2 separate regions of the Mus musculus genome follow, and region 1 is linked to region 2. The links are chromatin contacts, called in public HiChIP or PLAC-seq maps. All regions are on one chromosome and are shown on one strand. Each heading gives the region's core, a stretch centred on a gene start, on an enhancer-like site or on the middle of the called end of the contact. The rest is flanking DNA. Distances are from core to core; before and after follow the strand shown.

What was found. HiChIP or PLAC-seq counts read pairs in DNA pulled down with a chosen protein or histone mark.
Region 1: an H3K27ac HiChIP or PLAC-seq map of the HPC-7 cell line shows a contact between it and region 2, with 6 times the contacts expected there. The contact joins two enhancer-like sites. A contact is called at or near these places in 1 of 39 promoter capture datasets (the 3T3-L1 cell line), 5 of 15 datasets of contacts at CTCF or cohesin (CD8 T cells, the NIH/3T3 cell line, large pre-B cells and 2 more), 114 of 484 Hi-C or Micro-C datasets (8-cell embryo, the AML12 cell line, the AtT-20 cell line and 71 more), 10 of 115 datasets of contacts at active chromatin or transcription factors (CD8 T cells, DN3 thymocytes, the HPC-7 cell line and 7 more) and 4 of 9 other capture datasets (adipose tissue, embryonic stem cells, liver and 1 more).

Annotation. Positions count from the first base shown.
Region 1 is chr9:72,590,506-72,595,014 of GRCm38.p6, forward strand. Rfx7 (regulatory factor X, 7) reads left to right here. Exons shown (of 9, transcript NM_001033536.1): 3 at 1,246-1,328; 4 at 2,733-2,855. Among named protein-coding and RNA genes, the nearest start is that of Gm23057, 41 kb to the right of the region's middle. Within about 2 kb of position 1,701, at least 5 of the 459 cell types and tissues checked have an H3K27ac peak or open chromatin away from gene starts, as enhancers often do. A contact at or near this core is called in the HPC-7 cell line, centrocytes and transitional/marginal zone B cells, where this site is marked.
Region 2 is chr9:72,464,361-72,468,732 of GRCm38.p6, forward strand. The region is part of intron 10 of Tex9 (testis expressed gene 9); the gene reads right to left. Among named protein-coding and RNA genes, the nearest start is that of Gm33004, 23 kb to the right of the region's middle. Within about 2 kb of position 1,656, at least 95 of the 459 cell types and tissues checked have an H3K27ac peak or open chromatin away from gene starts, as enhancers often do. A contact at or near this core is called in the HPC-7 cell line, centrocytes and transitional/marginal zone B cells, where this site is marked.

The DNA of each region.
Region 1 (4,509 bases), core at 451-2,950, 130 kb after region 2:
AGCACCTCTTACCCCTGTGTTGCTGAGGAAGCTATGAAGAGGTGGGATTATCTCTGAGGCTTGCTGATCATCCACATAGCCATTTAACTGCCAACTCCAGGTTAAGTGAGAGACCATTTCTCAAGAAAATGAAGCAGAAGGCGATGAAGGAGAACCAGCATCCTCTTCTGACCTCTACATACATGTATACAATTGTATATAACAAAATGAATAGACAGTTCAAAATTGTGAGATTAATTCTGCTATTAAAATTAAATCTACATATAAACTGTGCTTTATAAAGAATTAATTCTGGCCAGGCAGTAGTGGCGCACACCTTTAATCCCAGCACTCAGGAGGCAGAGGCAGGCGGATTTCTGAGTTCGAGGCCAGCCTGGTCTACAGAGTGAGTTCCAGGATAGCCAGGGCTACACAGAGAAACCCTGTCTCAGAAAAAGAAGAAAAAAAAAAAGAAGAAGAAGAAATTCTGGGCCAGACATGGTAGTGCATGCCTGTAATCCCAGCTCTCAGGAAGCTGGGGTAGGTGAATCTCTCTGAATTGGAGACCAGCCTCATTTACATAGAGAGTTTCAGGACAGCCACAGCTGCAATAATAGAGTGACTCTGTCTTAAAAAGATGTCCTACACCATCACTACTACCTAAAACAATTCTGTTATAAATAACCAGTAACCAGTTCACTTGACATTACTAAGAAGTTTTGCTTGAAATAAGTTACCATAAATGTCTTTTTTTTTTTAAGATTTATTTATTTATTATATGTAAGTACACTGTAGCTGTCTTCAGACCCTCCAGAAGAGGACATCAGATTGCATTACGGATGGTTGTGAGCCACCATGTGTTTGACTAGGATTTGAACTTGGGACCTTCAGAAGAGCAGTCGGCGCTCTTAACCACTGAGCCATCTCGCCAGCCCCATGAATGTCTTTATTGTAAAAAGAGGTTATGAAATGGATGAAACCCATATAAAAGAAGGCAGGAATGACGTTTATTCAGCAATAATAGTAGAGAATTTTATAACTAGGTTTATCTAAATAGAAGCCCTTTTGAAATTCAAACTATAATTTCACCTGCATAGTTCAAAGGGGTTTGTTGGTTTTATTTCAGATCTTTTAGCCTGCATTAGCATTAGTCACATTCTAGGTATTTGAAAATTAGAAAAAGATTAGTAGTATTTAGGGGAAATAATAAATTTAGTTGGGAGGAAATATTTTTAATGATCTTTCTTTTTAACCCTTTGTAACCAGCAAGAAGTTGAGAAGTTTACAGACCTAGAGAAACTCTACCTCTACCTTCAACTGCCTTCTGGTCTTAGCAGTGCAGAGAAAAGGTAGACCTATCCTTGTCTTTGTAATGCTGCCTTGTTTGTAGGACTGTACCAAGCTGTGTACATTAGGATTGATTGTTATTTTAGTATTCCTAAGCTTGTCTGAACACAGATTGGAAAAACAACAGATCATGTGTCTTTCATAATACTTAGTTAATATTCACCATCAATTTTGAATAATTCATTTGTGTAACTGGCTAAATACAATGAAATGTAAGTTGGATTTGGTTACACAGAACAGTGGGAGTATTTATGCCATATAAAAATGTGGAAAAAAAAAGAAAAGAAAAGAAAACCAAAGGATAGCCAGGTAAGTGTTCTGAAGAACCAAGTGTGGGGCTGTTTTTATGCAGTGATGAATAAGCACATCACAGGAGGTCAGAGAAAAGAGGAAGTGCAGTGTTGGCCACATTACTGTAGGTGTGCCTCACTTTCAGTACTTTGGGTATTGATTTAGCTTCATTAAAAGTGCTTAAGTGGAGAGAATGTGGAGAAAACAGTTCTTCAGTTTCTATTCTTTAGATTTTCATTACCTTTGCATATTTCTGAGGATTCATTTCACTCATATGTTATCTTCAATATTATATTCATTTCAAATTGTACATGAGAAATAATGAAACACATATTATGTTGCTTTTACCTGTTCTTACCTCGTATCAACCATATTTTAATTATATCCTGTTCTAAACATGTGCTCAGTATTTTGGAATCAGGTACTTCTACTCGGAGGTTGAGATTAGGGTCATAGTCAGTAGACTAGCTTACTGTATACGGTCTATAATGCCCATTTCATGAGATCGGCTTATAAAAGTACTGCCAGATAATAAAATTAATGCTGATTAATGGACATGGTAGTCTATGCAAAGATCCTAGATGTGAGAAGGGTTACGGTGGGAGGATGATTTTCTTAAGATCTCTCCTGTCCATTCTAGGGATGGAGGGTTTTAGTATGATTTCAGGGTAGGTACTTCTACAGGGATATTCTTTGAGTGTGCAGAGTAAATCGAATATAAAGAATTTACCACAATGTTTGTTCTAAACATTTAACAATTTAGAAATTAAAAAAATATATAAATAGGCAAGTAAGTTAGGAAATATTCATACAAAAGTCATTTTGATCTAAACAAAAACCTTATTTTGTAATATCTTCACTACCTAACATGCTTTAGAATCCAAGCCAGCAGTTTAGCCAAACAGGCCAGTATTTTCAGTCTGAAACAGATAGTAAAAACTGGCTCACAGTCACAAATACACAATTTCTATATAGATTACTGCGTATCTACTGTATGTCCTAAGTTCAGTTTGATCCGCTAATATGTTTTTAACATAACACTTAGGCCTTGCTTAAAAAGGTATTAATAGAATTGCTGTCTGGTTCAGCTAAAATTTGTCTGTTTTTATCACTAGTGATCAGAATGCCATGTCATCTAGTCGGGCACAGCAAATGCATGCCTTTTCCTGGATTCGAAATACCTTAGAGGAGCATCCTGAGACGTCACTCCCCAAACAGGAAGTCTATGATGAATACAAGTAAGTGTACCATGTGATAGACTAAAGCAGATAAGTACTGTGTTAGAACAGTGATTTATTTTGTCTCTGCTTATGATCTGGCTGTTACTTGGGTGATGTGTTTAGAAACTTCCAAGATTACTACCAGCTCTAAGCTTCTGTGCTAGAATGTAATATAGAACAGAGTATTAAATGAGGGCTTTGTCCAGGCTTCTGAGGACAAAGGATGTATAGGGATACTGAATTTAAAGTTTCTTACAGAATTTTAAAATGACAAGAAACATGGGAGGGACTAGAGGGACAGTGGGTGGCAATAAAAAATAATCAGTGCATAAGAAAAGACTAAAACATGGGTTTTTGTACTTTAATATTTTTCTCTTTTTTTTTTAATTGGATATTTTCTTTATTTATACTTCAAATGTTATCACCTTTCCCAGTTCCCCCCCATCCTAAAACTCCTTATCCCATTTCCCCTCTCCCTGCTTCTATGAGGATGTTCCCCCACCTACCCACTCCTGCCTCCCCACCCTGGCATTTCCCTACACTGGGGCGTCAAGCCTTCACAGGACCAAGGACCTCTCCTCCCATTGATGCCCGACAAGGCCATCCTTTGCTACATATGTGGCTGGAGCCATGGGTCCCTCCATGTGTACTCTTTGGTTGGTGGTTTAGTCCCTGGGAGCTCTGGAGGGTCTGGTTGGTTAATGTTGTTTTTCTTCCTATGGGATTGCAAACCTCTTCAGCTCTTCAGTCCTCTAACTCCTCCATTGGTGTACTTGAATTTTTAAGCCACTTTTCATAAATATAAAACCATTTAATTCTATCCCAACCAGAGAATATTGTAAAGTGTTTATTCAAGGATAAAAGAGATTAGTGACATACAAGAACTCCACACAAATAACTTTGATTATGCAAATAGTTTGTTTAAATGGGAAATAAAAAGTATATATGTTATAGGGCTTTAAAGACAGAGCATGATCAGTTATTGTGATATTCAGTATTGCTTAGTGTGTTTATAGTTTATTTGAAAGGAAGAATTCGGGGCTGGAGAGATGGCTCAGCAGGTAAGAGCACCCGACTGCTCTTCCGAAGGTCCTGAGTTCAAATCCCAGCAACCACATGGTGGCTCACAACCATCCCTAATGAGATCTGACTCCCTCTTCTGGTGTGTCTGAAGACAGCTACAGTGTACTTACATATAATAAAGGAAGGGAGGGAGGGAGGGAGGGAGGGAGGAAGAATTCATTCTGGTAGAATAAATAAAGCCAAAATTGTATGGTTATTAAAACATCAAACTAAGAAAAAATTAGTATGAGAGTGGGTGGGTAGGGGAGCAGGGCGGGGGGAGGGTATAGGGGACTTTTGGGATAGCATTTGAAATGTAAATGAAGAAAATATCTAATAAAAAATTTTAAGGGGCTGGAGAGATGGCTCAGCGGTTAAGAGCACTGACTGCTCTTCAGAAGGTCCTGAGTTCAATTCCCAGCAACCACATGGTGGGTCACAACCATCCTAAGGAGATCTGGCGCCCTCTTCTGGTGCGTCTGAAGGCAGCTACAGTGTACTTACATATAATAAATAAATAAATCTTTTTTTTTTTTAATTTAAAAAAAAAATAGTATGTTGTAATTATATAATTTGTTAGAAAACTTTAACAAGAACATTGTTGATATCT
Region 2 (4,372 bases), core at 406-2,905:
GAGAGGTCCATGCCATTTACCTATATTTAATTTTCTCTTGTCTTCTTGTGTTTATTTTTCTATGTTTTTAGTGTTGTTCCTATGTTTGAATGTTTTGTCTCCATGGAGTCTGTGCACTGCAGACATGCTGGGTGCCAAAAGGTCAGAAGAAGGTGTCAGTCCCCCTGGAACTTGAGTTATAGCTGGCTAGAAGCTGCTGGAAACTGAACTTGAGTCCTCTGCAAAAATAGTATATACTCCAGATACATGCGTGTGCATGTGTGTGTGTGTGTGTGCGCGCGCACGCTGAATGGAATAAACACTTTGATTAAAAAGGCTGAAGGTATAAAACTCTTAATGACACTGGATTTAGATGACACCAAAAGAAAATAAATTGGACTTTATCCCACAAAGGCCACAGGGGACACAATAAACAGTGAAAAGGCAGGCAGTCTGCTGACTGTGAGAAAATATTTACAAGCCACATAGGCACAGGCTTAATGTCCTGAATATACAATAAAATGTAAAAATTAACAAAGGACTTGACCAGATGCTTCTTTAAAGATGAACAAATAGTTACTAAATACAAGATGCTGAACACATTACTTATAATTAAGGATGTGGGAATTAAAACCTCAATGAAGCAATCAAAACCCACTAGGATGACTGGTATCAATAAAAATCAAAATGACTCATGTTGATGATATGGGGACACTTGGCCATTTCTACAAGTGGAAATGTGAAATGGCACAGATGCTACTGAAACCAAATGATCCTCACCTCTGATCAGGTCTAGGCACTCCAGATAGCACCCAAGAGCACACAACCCAAGTGCCCACCGAGAGAAGAAAAACAAAGAGCAGGTCCGAGTTTTATTGAGCCTTCCAAAGAAGTTAAAGTTGAAAAGATGGAACAACCCCGAGAACACTGTTTTAAACAAAACAAACAAACAAACAAACAAAGCTAATCAAAAAGAAAACTATGTGATTTTACTCAGCAATGAGGCACGTACAGACGTCAGATTCACAGGATCAGAAACTGAATAGTGGCTGCAGGGGCCTGGGAGCCTGGGGCTACTGCGTTCCCACTTTTCCATAATGAGAAGCACAAAGGCAGACTGCAAAACCATAATAAAGATTTTACACTTAAAAATGTGTAAAAAGAGTGTAAATTCTATGTATAGTTAACCATAATAAAAAATAATGCAATAATGAGGAGGGTATGATAGCTGCTGAAAGTTTTGTAGGTTATCTGTGAAATTCTGTGTTATCTGAATACAGATAATGGTAAGTTAAAGATTCGTAACAAATACTGACATGCACAAAAAAAAGTGCAAATGAGCCAGGAAGGAATTCTGTGGTAACAGACAGGCCGTCCATATAAGAAATAATATTAAGAGAGCTGAGTCATAAAAGCCAACCTCAGCTCTGTAATCTACAAGTCATAGAGCAGTGAACAGGGAAAGGACAGGAGACATGGCAGAGGTGACATCAGCTGAGCAGAGTTCAAGCTGCTGGAACATCAAGGCTTCACAGAGCACAGGCTACATCTGGGAAGAAAACAGTTATTTTCAAAGTGGCCAATTCACCAAGAAGACACCAATGTTCTCTCTAGTGGCAGCCCTGACAAACAGGATGTAGATGCAGATAAGGCTGAAGAGGAAGCTAACATAGCCACAGTTTCCTTTATATTCCTCCTTTACTCACGGATGTAAATACACAGAAAGTTGTGATGGTGCCACACACAGCAACTGTCACGCAACTTTACGTGGCTGACATCGGAGGACTACTCCATCCAGCAAAGGCAGAAAGCACATGAAACTAACATTTACCAACTTAAGCCATATTATGGATCATAAAACAAGCCTGCACAAATCTATAAAGACCATGTGCTCTATCCATGATGAGATTAACCTGAAATCTCCGAGAAAGGTATCTGGAGGGGGAGGGAGATCCCCTCAGATGTGGAAACAGAGTGGCAAACTTCTTTGTTTTTTTTTTTTTTTTTGACTTTCAGATATTCGTCTTTCATTTTTTTCTTTTTTTTTTCCATTTTTTATTAGGTATTTAGCTCATTTACATTTCCAATGCTATACCAAAAGTCCCCCATACCCACCCACCCCCACTCCCCTACACACCCACTCCCCCTTTTTGGCCCTGTCGTTCCCCTGTACTGGGGCATACAAAGTTTACGTGTCCAATGGGCCTCTCTTTCCAGTGATGGCCGATTAGGCCATCTTTTGATACATATGCAGCTAGAGTCAAGAGCTCCGGGGTACTGGTTAGTTCATAATGTTGTTCCACCTATAGGGTTGCAGATCCCTTTAGCTCCTTGGGTTCTGAGTGGCAAACTTCTAAGTAATGTTTGTGTTCAAGGAGAAAACAGAAGGAAAATCAGTGTTTTAAATAGCATAATGAAAAATTTTAAAATAATCCAATTTGTGGGAAGTAGCCAACAGAATACACGCAATAAAGTTTCCAGGTAAGTTCTTCCAGTAGACAGAAGGAAAAGCTTCAGTGCAGTTTCCATGTCCATGTGGAAAAATTAACAAAAGAAAAAAATTGAAAAAAGAAGTTGGCCAGGCAATGGTGGCACACGTCTTTAGTCCCAGCACTTGGGAGGCAGAGGCAGGCAGATTTCTGAGTTCGAGGCCAGCCTGGTCTACAGAGTGAGTTCCTGGACAGCAGGGCTACACAGAGAAACCCTGTCTCAAAAAGAAAAAAGAAATTGAACCCAACATAGAGAATGAAGGAAAAAAAGGCAGATTGGGTATCGCTTATATACTTTAAATAACTACAGAAAATGGAGCTGGAGAGATGGCTCAAAGGTTGAGATCTCTTGCACAGGATCTGGGTTCAGTACGCAGAATTCATATGTGGGCTCACAACCACCTGCAGTCTAGGTGCAAGATATCTGACACCCTTTCCTGACCTCCGTGGACACCTGTACACACATGGTATTTACATATACTCAAGCATACATAAAATAAGTAATTTTTCTTACAGATCTAGCCATCTGATACCTGAAAGGGCAGAAATATCTAGAATCTATAAATAATGCAAAAAACTTACAGTCTGAAAATCTCAAATCGCATTATTATGAAAACTACACAGGGATCCCATCTCACCCAGTCAGAACTGACACCATCAAGACCAGTGCTGGTGAGGACGCGGGGAAGAGCGGCTTATTCACTAGCTGGTGGGAATGGAAACTGGGAAGGCAATATGAAGGTTTCTGAAGAGACAAACATTTATTTACCATGTGACCCACATGTACCACACTGGATATCTATCTGAAGGAATCTAAGTTGGCAGTTGCGTGGGTAAAGGCAAAGGGAGACAGTATAGACGGATGAGAGCATGCCATCTGCAGGAAGACGCACGCAACTGCATGTCGTCAGAACAAGTGAAACAGACCAGACTCAGACGATATTGCTGCTTTCTCTCATGGAGACTCTAGGTTTGCATATGCATTTGTATGATATTCAAGCAAACTGGAAGCTGCTTGAAGGGAGGAAGGGGACAGTAAATGAGGAGAAACAGGGCACAGTAGGAAGGGAACTGAGTAAACTATGATCTGTGTGAAACCAGTTTAATGGCAATGTCCTAGTGGAGCATCACTGTGTGCTGCCTGAACATGGCGGCTCCTGTCTCAGTCCCAAACGCTAACTGTCAAACTCAATCACATTTCACTCCAAGCATGTGCAGGCTTATGCTACACTAGTTATATCTTGAAAGTATGAAATATATACTTAAAACAGGCCAGAAATTGTTAGACAGATGTAGAGTATCATTTTAAAAGCAAATGTAGCTTTAAATGCTTTAGAAAACAAAATTTAAAATCAATGCTCTAAGGTGCAACTTCAGCTAGAGACAAAAGAGCAAATTCAAACCCAAACAAGAAAGCAGAAGTGAAAGGGAGTTGTCAGGGACACAGAAAACAGACTCAAGTAAAAACAAAAGCTCGTTCTTTGACAAGAGTAACTGATTGAAAGTTCATCAATAAGATGGGTGACTGATAGCTCATCAATAAGATGGGTGGAAGAAAAGCCTTCCCAGCGCGGGTCAGTCCCCACTCTTTGCTGAGTGCAAGCTTCCAGTCCCGAGCCCAGCAGTGAGACTTGTGTTTAGGTCAGGAAGGGCAGTCAGCACAGTGGGACCTCTAAAAAGGACCTGGACAAGGCATAGGATCTTTCTGGGCAATGAAAATGTAAGAGCCAAGATCCAAACTATACATATACAATCTACATTTCACCATGTTTCAATTACATCATTAAACAAATAAAGTCAACTTTGTGTTTCTCTCTAGATCCACTTTCTCACTCACATGCATTCACTCGTTTCCTCATTTTGCTCACTTTTAGTCCCTTACAGACCTCAGCCTCCTCACTAAG